Linked DNA regions of Oryctolagus cuniculus: region 1 is linked to region 2. The links are chromatin contacts, called in public Hi-C maps. All regions are on one chromosome and are shown on one strand. Each heading gives the region's core, a stretch centred on a gene start, on an enhancer-like site or on the middle of the called end of the contact. The rest is flanking DNA. Distances are from core to core; before and after follow the strand shown.

What was found. Hi-C and Micro-C count contacts between places; a contact is called where the count stands out from the background.
Region 1: a contact with region 2 is called in a Hi-C map of embryonic fibroblasts, with 1.9 times the contacts expected there. The contact joins two enhancer-like sites. A contact is called at or near these places in 5 of 6 Hi-C or Micro-C datasets (ear pinna, embryonic fibroblasts, psoas muscle and 2 more).

The regions. Positions count from the first base shown.
Region 1 is chr10:93,095,176-93,100,806 of mOryCun1.1, forward strand. The region is part of intron 4 of ARHGEF3 (Rho guanine nucleotide exchange factor 3); the gene reads left to right. Among named protein-coding and RNA genes, the nearest start is that of TASOR, 87 kb to the right of the region's middle. Within about 2 kb of position 3,061, at least 2 of the 8 cell types and tissues checked have an H3K27ac peak or open chromatin away from gene starts, as enhancers often do.
Region 2 is chr10:92,905,408-92,911,464 of mOryCun1.1, forward strand. The region is part of intron 2 of ARHGEF3 (Rho guanine nucleotide exchange factor 3); the gene reads left to right. Among named protein-coding and RNA genes, the nearest start is that of SPATA12, 76 kb to the left of the region's middle. Within about 2 kb of position 2,089, at least 2 of the 8 cell types and tissues checked have an H3K27ac peak or open chromatin away from gene starts, as enhancers often do.

The sequences.
Region 1 (5,631 bases), core at 1,811-4,310, 190 kb after region 2:
GTGTTTCTTTTACATCAAAGCTCCCCTTGTCTTCTGGAAACTTTTTGGTATATGTGTGTGTGTGTGTATGTGTGTGTGCATACATTTTTATATGTATATATAAGCATATATATAAAATATTTGAAAGAATGTTAGAAGAGGAAAGACAGGTCCTCCATCCACTGGTTTACTCCTCAAATGGCCACAAGAGCCAGAGGTGGGCCAGACCAATGCCAGGAGCCAGGAACTCGATCCAGGTTTCCCATGTGGGTGGCAGGGACTCAAGTACTTGAGCCATCATCTGCTACTTCCCAGACATATTAACAGGGAGCTGGGTCAGATGCAGAGTAGCCTGGACTCAAGCCTGCACTCTGATATAGGATGTAGGCATCCGGCAGCTTAACCCATTGCCCCACAGCACCCACCCTCTGGAAACTTTTGTTGGCACTTCTTACCAGTTACCTCTCCCATGGCTAAGCTAACAGTTTTTACACACCCAGCCGTCAAATCACAGGTTTATATTTTGCTTTTTTAAGTCACCTGCTAGTGTGTCTCCATTCCCCATGATTGCCTTGTAATTGAAAGGGGCTGAGAGTGGAGAGCAGAGCTGTATCTCTGGGGCTCCTTGCCTTCTTCTGTCATATTCACAGCCTTCCGAATTTTAATAGACTGTAGCTAATGATACATGTGGGAGCATATTAATTGCTGGGAGTTAGAAATAACACATAATCACTATGTTTCAAGATTGCAAATGTATAGCACTGACAGCCAGTGTTTGCCATGAGCCTTTGGAAAAATCCACGGTTAGTGGGCAGTTTTTTCAGTTCCTGCCATTAAAATTCACTACAGAATGACAATTGTTTCAACAAATAAAGTTGGCCTTGTGTTCTGCATGCATGAGCACATGCACACACACACACATACACACACCCTCCCAGGGAATAACATTTTGAAGTTCTATGCTCATTTCAGATATGTGGGGGCAACAGAAAGGCCATATTGACTGCATGATGGAGTTCCTACATCACGGTTTCCTGAACAGCATGCCTTGTACCTTATTTTTCTGCAATACCATTGCTCAGTGGGTGGTAATGTGTTAGCTGAAAGCCAGTAGTTTAAAATTTTTTAAAAATGTGTTCCCATCCCAACCAGTGCCATCTTCAGGTTTTGGTGAATTCTGTTCTCGGTTGGAAGCAGAATGTTCTGAGACACTCAAGTGCTTTGCTCCCTGTGTCTAAGTGTTGGCGTGTGCTGCTCACATTGGGAGGGGTAGTCTGTGCTTGCAGAGACAGCTAGGGAGTGACAGGAAGGTATCTTATGTTTCTCTCTGAAGTTCACATCTTTGCAAAGCTTGTCTGTCTGATAATCATTGTTCGTGTCACAAATAGAAACTGGGCAGCAGAAGGGGCTCTGTCAAGTGCTGCTGCAGACCTGGTGATCTTGGTCAGATGCCCCTGAAGCCTTCACCCAGCAACCCAATGCGGGACCCTCAGGCCTGGCCCCATCAGATGGCTGACCCGGCCATTGGCCTTAGTCACCTGAGATGTGCTTGGTAGAGGCGATTCAGCTGGAACAGTCTGTCCTTTCTCTGAGACATTGAGATTAAGATCAGTGTGTCCCTTTTCATCTCTGCACTGTTTTTTCCTTTTCTGGAAAGCAAAGATAATGCTGAGTTTCAGAAGGTGACAGGTGCGTAAGAGAGAGAGAGAGGACATGGCTGTGGCTCTGTGTCATCCTTTCTGGAAACCAGAGGTAATAACATTATCTTAGTGAAAATTTCAACCTCGCACATCTGACAGGTTCAATGCATGGAGTTCCTGTGATTGTCTTAGTCCCAGACAATATTGGGGAACTGGCAAGACTGGAGATCAGCTCTTTCAGGCCATAACGCAGCAGTGTTGTAGGGAAGAGAGTCACCTGCAGGCTCAAGACCCTTCTTTGGGCTCCCTCCCCACATGCGGGTCCTCGTCTTGGGATTTCACCTCTTCTTCGGTACAGCGTTGGATCTGGCCAAGCCACAGCCTGTTCTGCCCTGTGCAGCCAGAGAGCTTGACTAAGCAGATGATAAAGCTGCAGGAAGAAAGAGGAGACAGGAATGTGGAATCAAAACACATGGTCTCATAGCGGCCTCCACAGCCAGAGCCTGGGGGAGGTATGTGACTGTGGCAGGTGACGTGGAGCTCCAGCTTTGCCGCAGGAGAATGGAGGATGGCAGGAGAGCAGGCTGGGGGAGACACCACTCCTCTCTCTGGATGTTAGAAATGAGAGCAGTGACTTCACACTGGCTGTGGGCTTCGTGTGGAGCAGGCCTGTGCCAAGCACACAGTGTACATCATCTCATGTGATCCTCCCACAACCCTGTGAGGCAGTGGGAGCATCAGCTCCAATTCGCAGAAGAGGGAAAAAATCCCTGGAAGTTACATTGTGGGCCCAAGGTCATAGGGTGTTGCACTCCTGCCTGAAGAATTGGCTCATATTTTACCCTTAGATCCTTTGCAAAGAATCAATACATTCTTTGGGCCTGAGTTGTAAGAACTGTCAAACCGCTGCAGAGGCTTTTTGCTCATTCCTAAGCTCAGAGGGAGACCAGAAAATGTCCTCAAAGTACTCTTGAGGTTTTTCCATTCCTTCTTCCAGAGCCCAGGAGCAGGAATGAAATCCCAGAGGCATCCTTCTCCTCTTTCCCCTCTGACTCAGCCCAAGGAAGAGCCAGGGAATCCCTTGGACAGAGATCAACAAATGAAGAACTTTTATCCCACCTAAGAGTTCCCAACAAGTCAGGAAATGACTGTGAAGGCCCAGAGCCATAGACTCCTTCTGGGCCCTGTGGATGGAACCAGGCCCTGTTGCTACCTCGTGGTTGCCACCTTCCAACCAGGCTGTGACCCCATTTCCCAGCACTGGGGAAGGCTGTGGCATGGTGGGCACATCACTCCTGTGGCGTTCGGACCACGAATGCATAACCTGAGTCCAAGGGTAAGAAAACCTGTTCTGCTGGGCCTCAGGTTGGCCTTCCCGTAAGGACCCCAGGGAGATGCCTGCTGGCAGCCCTCCTGCTTGTTCAGGAGGTCAGACTCTTGAAGTACATCAGCTCTGAGCACCTGGTCCGTTCTGCCTCGACAGAGTCAGAGCTTTGCATGCAGTTCAGAGGCCAGATGTGGAGCCAGGGACCACAGACAGACAGAGCGAAATATTTGACTTCCTCTTTTCTCTGAAGGTCTATAGCACCATGTCTGGGCATGACCAAGAGAAGTTTCAGGCAGTGGGGGCTGGCATTTGCTAAAAGAACTCATCCAGGGTGTGGGTGTGTGTTTCTGCTTCAGTCCAAGGTTAAGTAATAGTAACATCCTGTGTAAAAGAACCCGAATGTGGCTTTCTGCTAAACTCCAGTATTTTAGGGCTATTTATTAGAAGTGTTTAATCTTGGGCCAATTTAACCAGTAGCAGACTAATAAAATAACAAATTTGGGCTTGCTGCCAGAACAAATGTTGACTTACCCTTATGATGTTGACTAAAACGAATAAATTTGAAAGTAATTGAGGAGTGAAACCATAGCCAAAAATACATAGTCTGAAACAGTGGTTCTGTTTTATTTTACTGGCACTGTTAAGAGATTATGTTCATAACCTAGGCCATTGCCAGCTTCAGAGTCCCATATTTTACTGAATTATTTTCCAAGGTTCCTTCCCGCCCCCACCTCCCCACCAGCTCACAAACCCTTCACTCAGTAAAAATGTGTTTCCCCATAGCAGGCAAGTAGGACAGGTTCCTTGTCCAACATGGGAGTGAAAATCCAGTGATAATGGGCAGGATAAATGTAGTTAAGTTGCTGACTTCTTCCTTCAGACCCAGAACTGTGTGCTGTGGACATTCATCTTCCCTCCCGGTGTTTGCAGTCCAGTTCATTGTTTCTCCAGGGTGTAGTGGGTGCAATCCACCTGGCCTGTCCCAGGCCCTGGCTTCTCTTCATTTTTGCCATTCAGTGTATGTGAACACTGGAGAGCCATAGTGTTTTGCCAGCGTGAGTTTTGGTCTTGAAAGAAGCAGAAGAGACCTGGATGAAATGAAGCCAGGAGAACCCCAGAAATGGTCACACATGTGACTTCTGCCCCTGATCCTTACTTGCATCCTATGGGAAGCTGTGTGAGTGTGGTTTCAGAGGCTTAAGCCAGCACCGGCTGAGTTGGGCCAAGTGTTCTCCTGGAACCTCTCCCATGACCAGAGCGCCCCCTACAGCAGCTGCCTTACCTGCAGACTTTGACCCAGAAGCCAGAGGTGCTGACTTACTCAGGCTAAGACATTTCGCTGATCAACAAGGAATAAATCTCTGTCCAGCCCTCATGGGTTCAGTTTTACAGCCCTGAGAGTTGATGGTTATACTTGTGGATTTGCCCCAAATGTCTTGTGATGTCTCCATTAGACCTTCCTTGAGGGAAAGCTGGAGAAATTGTCAGAGCTTCAACAATCCCACAGCCTGTCTGCAGCCTAGGCATAGCAGCTGCACTAACTCAGGATGCTCTCCCCACCCCTGCATGAGCAAAAACAAACCCCAGCATTTGGTTTTTGCATTTCAAGATGGGAACTGGCAGATCTTCTCATAGCACCTGATTCTGGAGGAGGGTCATGAGCCATTTCTTCAGAGGAAATCACATCTCGAGCCGGCGCCGTGGCTCAATAGGCTAATCCTCCACCTTGCGGCGCCGGCATACCGGGTTCTAGTCCCGGTCGGGGCGCCGGATTCTGTCCCGGTTGCCCCTCTTCCAGGCCAGCTCTCTGCTATGGCCAGGGAGTGCAGTGGAGGATGGCCCAGGTGCTTGGGCCCTGCACCCCATGGGAAACCAGGAAAAGCACCTGGATCCTGGATCCTGCCATCGGATCAGCGCGGTGCGCCGGCTGCAGCGGCGGCCATTGGAGGGTGAACCAACGGCAAAAGGAAGACCTTTCTCTCTCTGTCTCTCTCTCTCACTGTCCACTCTGCCTATCAAAAATAAAAAAAAAAAAAAAAAAAAAATCACATCTCCCCTTAGTGCCTTGTACCAGGTAGCCAGGGGCCAAACTCGCTGCTGGGGGAAGACAGACACAAGGGTGTGGCCTCCAGGTTTGTGATGAGCCAAAACAGAGGTATGTAGGTGACTTGTTAAAGTCTCGCGTAGCCTCTGGGTCCGTTGTTGAAATCACTGAGAAGTGTCTGTAGAAGGAAATGATAGTTCTGAGGTCACTTCACAGATTAGAAGCCGGGATTTCTGCAACGTGTGTGGCCTCTTCCAGGAAGGCAGGTTTCCATTGGAATTTGGGTCTTATTATTTACCTTTTATTTCTGGTAACAGATGACACCAAATCAGTTATCTCTGTGCCAGGGAAAAGGACAGGAAAAAAAATTTAATGGAAATTTTGAAATAGGAAAGAATCCCTTCATTATTCTCCTTTTCTATTTCCTGAAAATAGGAAGATCTTCGTCCTTCATGGGCCACAGGAAGTCCCTGTCCCGTGCCCACAGCCCCATGCCTCTGTCGCTCAGCACCTCTCGGGAGGCTTCTCGTGATTGCCTGTGTACCCTGTGTGCATGCAGTGGCCACCATGCCCTGCCTGCTGACCACCTCACCTGCCCTGCTCCCTTGCCAGCCCCAGCCAGCACTGAGCTCGTGGGTTCT
Region 2 (6,057 bases), core at 839-3,338:
ACTGTGCACAAACTTACCACCCACTCATCCGGGGTTGTCAGGGTAAAATAGAAACACACGTCTCAGGTTCTTAGTACTCACAGTTGCTGGTGATTGTGGTGTCTTTCCATTGCAGGGAGGTGCTCAGAGGAGCCGGAGTGGCATAGCCTTCCCAACAGAGAACCCACTCGTGTCGGGGTGGCCCCTATACCTATTATGTGGTTTTCAGCTCCTCTTCTCATGTACATGGATTTCAAACTTTTATGCACTGTAATGAACTTGAGCCAGTACCTGCTGTCACCCAGGGTGCACATGAGCAGGAAGCTGGAATTGGAAACAGAGTTCAGACTGAAACCCAGGCACTGTCATCCGGAATGCTGGTATCCTAAGAGCCGGCCTAACTGCTGCACCAAGTGCTGCCCCCTACAAGGGCCTTACTTAATAGCCGGTCTGTTGGCCATTTGAGCTGCGTTAGGTTTCTCTCCCCACACTCTGGGAGTTGTGTCCTACTCGCCAGGTTCACGTCTCTGGTTACTCAGGCAGGTTAGTGATTGTAAGGGTGAGTTCTATGTCATTTCTGTGCTCTTGGAAAACACTGCCAAGTTGTTGCCAAGGGGTGATGTTGTGTTGATCTACATGTTCACGGTTTCTCCACTTTCTTGCCCACATTCAGTATTCCCATGTAGACTATGTTAATTTGAAAGGTTTGTGTGCTCTCTGATTTAAGTTTCCATAGGGAGGGTGAGCATGTTTTGTTTACTGATTGGGTTTCCTGCTTTTGTGAAATCTCTGTTAGAGCAAAACGTGTCAGTTTTCCTTTTGAATTGGTATATCTGATCGCAAAATTATTAAATGCGCATCGTAAAATTTCAGACCTAGGAATTCAGCAATGTGTAATGTGGCAAGTGCAAGTTACCCAGGTCAGCCCTCAACTTGAGAAGTCACCACTGCTTAAAGTATGGTCATTATTTTTTCAGAATCTTCTAGAAATTTTTAAATGGTATTCGTTTGGCCTTAAAAATTTTGGAAGATTTATTCATGGCTTTAGTATCTTAAAAGATGTTTTCCTCATTCCTCCCCTCCTCTCTCTTTCTTTCATTTGAGAGAAAGGAAGAGAAAAAGTCCTATCTGTTGATTCATTTCCCAAATATCTACAGTGGCCAGGGCTGGATTGGGGCCAAAACTGGGTCCCAGCAACAAAACGCGGGTCTTCCACGTGGGTGGCAGGAACCCAACTACTTGAGCCTCCCTGCTGCCTCCCAGGGTCTGCATTAGCAGGAAACTGGAATCAGGAGTGGAGCTAAGGTGCCATACCCAGGCACTCTGATGTGGGATGTGGGTGTCTTAATTGCTAGGCTAAGTGCCAGCCCCCACATGGTGGTATTTTGGTTGTATAAAGACAGTAGACTTATTTCAGTAAGTCAGTCTTTGCAGGGAAGCCACGCAGCCTAGTGGGCAGGTGCTGCATCTGGGACCCCACTGACTGCTCCTACATCTTCCTGCGCTCTGCTGCGTGTGGGTAGACTGTGATCCATTGGTAGCGTCCTGTGCTGTTGGCAGGAGTGCGCTCTGTTTTTAATTTCAGGTTGCTGAGCTGCAAGGGCAGTGGCAACTGAATGTCACCGCTGCTCTTCTGCCAGTGCCAGCACCCTGGCCTTGGCAAAAATAATGGGAAACAGCCTTCGCTCTGTATGCCTTTCACAGGTCTGTGTTTATGTACATCTCGTGACTTCTCTCTGAAGTGTAAATTCTGGTATCCCTGTTTTTTATATCCTGAGACTATGGTAATGGGATTAAAGAGGCCAGACCATTACCTTGGGTCTCCAGCTAGCTAGGGAGTGCCAGGGCTGGGACTCAATCCGAGTCCTGCCAGGTCCTGAGGCCCCTGGAGAAGTTGGCCTCCCCCTCTTCAGATCTTCATCTCTGCACAGCCACCTCCCTGTTGGCCTCATGCACATTGGCTTGCTCCAGATGCATCTGGCGACCTGGGGAGCTTCCAGTACATTCCCCATCTTGTAAAACCTTGCGCAAGCTGGGACCAAGCAGAAGGATGTGTTCCTGTGAGGGCTGCATCCTTGAATCAGGGCTCCTGAGTAGGGAGAGCATCTTCGGGCAAGGAACGGTTGCCATGGCAGCAGCTATGGCAACGCTGATGCAAGCCTTGCACCTAGTCCCACTGGAGCCCAACTGGGAGCTGGAAGTCAGCAAGTGCCCAAGAGAATGGGTCTTCTGCTGCTCTGGTTTGATACAAATGTTTGGTAAGAAGCTGGTAACTGATCTGCACTGTTTTTTTCTCCCTTGCTTGTGGCTTTTGTGGATTAGGCGACTGGAAACATCCTATGCAACTTGGTAGCGCTTAGGGTCCAAGTACAGGGATCCTGGTGGCAGGCTGGCCGGCCCTATGCCTTAGTAGCCATGAAGCATTTCCAGGTCTAACCCCTGAGGACCACAGCTTGCTCATCTGCCACAGTGCTTATGCACAGAGCCCATATGAGGATTCACATGATTAATCGACATTAAAAGCACAACGTGAATCATATTATTGTGAAATAATTCATGTGTACTTTTAAGCATTTGTAGAAAAATGGAATTAAAAGGTTATTCTGAAGCAGTTTTTTGAAATCCATGCATAGTTTTTTTCATTTTAATTTATTATTTTAAAATTTTATTTGATAAGGAAAGAAAGAGGGAGAGATAAACAGAGACAGAGAGACTTCAGTCTCCTGGTTCACTCGCTAAATGCCTGCAACCTCAGGCTGAAACCAAGAGCTGAGAACTCAGTCGGGTCTCGCATGTGGGTGGCAGGGCCGCAGGTACTGGAGTCGTCACTGCTTCCTCCCAGGGTGCACGTTAGTGAGAAGCCGGAGTCGGAAGTGGAGTCAGGACTCTAACCCAGAGGCTGGGATATGGACTGTGAGCATCCCAAGGGGCACCTTAATCGCTTCGCCAAATGCCCAGCCCTTACATCATTTTCTCAGAAGACTCATTTTTTCATGAACTTTTTGAAGATCCCTCATATGTGCATGGATTTCAATTATTTTTGCATCAACATAAACTTACAGTTTAATTTCGTTTCTGTGACGGGGTCTGACTCAGAAGTTCTGCACACCCCGCACTGCCTTTTCTCCAGCTGTCTTTGAGGTCAGCCGGGACTTGGAGGCGGCTTGCCATGGGTGGTGATGCTGAAATCGGCTCAGCCTGAACGGTGCCCTTGGCACTGCCTTTGGTTTCCCCGACATGTGCTGGGACAAGTGCACTGGGGCCCCACCCCCACCCCCACGGCCCTGTTTCACTGACAGTTTGGGAATAAACATGTTTTTATGTGTGGCCCCAGTCACTGCCAAAAGCAGCATTTATGGAGCTTCTAATTAAAAAAGAGTATTTATGGAGCTTGAAGACTGCGGTAGGTCCGGTATCAGGGTCAATAAACTGTTTTAAGCGCTGTAGGCTAATTTGAGCATTTTTGCTGTTTTTAGCTGTTAGAATCAACAGAACATTTATTAGAAATGTCCCTTTCTGAGGACCCATTTTTCAGGATAGCGAGACGTTCCCGTTGGAGATGTTGGACCACCTACATACTAACTTATTAGAGTCTGATCAATCTACTGTTGGACAAAGTTTGAAGACTTCCTTTAGCTCTGTCCAGGGCAAATGTGCCCGTTGGGGTGGACCTTGGGCAGGATGATGTCTGTAGATAGGATTTTTGAGTCAGAGCTTTCCAGAATTTAAAAACCATGGTTTTCCCTCCTTCTTTTTTGTTTCTGATTTGGATATAATTTGGTAGAGCCATCCCAAAGACAGCTTTCTTGCTTTTATTTCTTTCAATAAAGATTTGAAATGATAGTTCATGGTGATTAAAAAAAATACCTTGTGTGTTGATTTGATCCAAATCCCTCTCTTTAAAACACTGAGAAAACTCAGCCATTGCTTTCCTCACCATTCATGTGCACCTGAGCTGGCAAAACTCATGAACGGACCCCGCACAGTCCCCTGGTGTCAAGATCACCGATGCTTGTTTGCCATTTATTCCTCCACACGGCCCTCTTCTGTCTGACACCGTTGGTCACTCCTCTCTTGTTCAAGCCCCTGCCTTCCTGGCTCCATTTTTGTGGTCTTTGCTTCTGCTCCCTCCCTTACCCTAGGACCCCCTCCCCGTCCATCTCTCTCCTCCCCCTCAGCAAGGGCAATGACGTTCATGGCCCAGTTGGGTGGTGTCATTTGGGGGGGTGGTTCCTAGACATTCAGCCTATACCCTGTTTCTTCAGCTCTTCCAATGCTGCTGCTAACTGTCCAATATCCCTTTTTTGAAAAAATCCCTTTCTTCTTGACAGAGCAAAACTGGATGTCATTGTCTGCAAAGGAACGCTGACCTTTCTGTTACCTTGATGCATTAATGGAGTTTTGAAATTACAGAAGCTTTCCCTATTGTAAGAAAAACATAAAGGAAACCTCTATTGTTAAAAATGTTCAATTAAGGGGGGAGAGTGTTCGGTGCAGCAGTTAAACTGCCACTTGGGACGCCTGCTTCCTGTCTTGGAGTGGCTGGGATCAGTTGTGATCCCTTTTCCAATACAGCTTCCTGCTCATGTGCACCTTGGGAAGTGGCAGTAGTGGCTCAAGGACTTTGGCCCCTGCTACCCCTGTAGGAGACCCAGGTGGAGCTCTGGGTTCGTGGCTTCAGCCTGGCGCACCCCTGGATGTTGCAAGCATTTGGAGAATGAATCAGTGAATGGAAGATCTCCATCTGTCTCTCTGCCTTCCAAATAAAAGAAAAACAAATAAATAATTTTAATTACAATTATACTTTTTCTGAAGTACAATATGTACACAGAAAAGTACGCCGGTTAATCTACATTGATCTTTATTCACAGTTGTAGAAAAGCTAATACGTGAGACTAATCTGTGATCTTTGTTAAAGTTCGGGGCAGGTGTTTGGCTTGGCAATTAAGACACCTGCATCCAACATTGGAGTGCTTGAGTTTGACTCGGGGCTGTGGCTCCCAGTTTCAGCTTCCTAGGGGGTGGCAGGTGACAGCTCGAGTTGTTGGGGTCCTGCTGTCCACATGGGAGACCTGTGCTGAGTTCCCAGCTCCTGGTATTAGTCCTGGGCCTAGCCCCAGCCCATGAAGGGTTCCGAGGAGTGAACCGGTGGATCAGAGCTCCGTGACTCTTCTGCCTTTAGAATTAATAAATCACATAGACACATACATGCATGTGCACCAGGTGGGTCCAGTGGCACTTCACATACTGAGGACCAACCCAGCCGTGTTGGCACAGGGCCCGGCACGTGGTCTGCGTCTGAGTCTCCATCTCCTTCCCTGTTGCTGCTGCTTCGGTAGGTGCTCATGGCGTCTGTTTGTTCATTCATGCACTCTGGAGCCAGACTGCCTGGGTTGGCACCTGGCTTAGACTCCGAGTAGCTGTGTGATTTTGGGCAAGTCTCTTCACCTCTCTGAGCCTTTTTTCATCTGTAAAGTGGGAATAAATAAAAGTACCTCTAAAAAGTTGTTTTGGGGACTAAATGAGTTCCTGCTCACAGTGTCTTGCATAGCTGGATGTTTTGATGTTTCAAAAAGTAAATCGTTAAATATGCATTCTGCAGGACAGATTGAGGTCCCCCAGGTCGTGGGTCAGAGGCCGGCGGTACTGAAGAGCTGCAGGGCCCGTGCCCTGATGCCAGTCCGTTTCATCAGCAGGGAGCTGGGGGTTGCTTCTTGCAGAGCAGGGGTAGGGGTGCCGCGAGTGCTCCGCTCCTGGGAAGGCAGGGTAGGAACAAGCAGTCCTGGTTAGAAAAATACACACGGAGGGGCAGAGCGGGCTCTCCCCAGGCGAAACTGTAGAAAAACAACCATTCGCTGCTCCTTGATTAAAGGGTAGAAAACTAATTATCCTTTCCGGAGGGCTGAGAGGCTGCTCTGCCGGGCTGTGACCCGGAGCGCAGGATGTGGATTTCCTTAGGATGTAAGGAAGCCTTTCCCATTGAAAACGTGCGTGCGATGATTCAGACGGCATGGGGGGTAGGGCAGGGAGGGAGACCCAGCCTCACTTTTAAAAGCACTGGGAAATGTAATCTGCGGG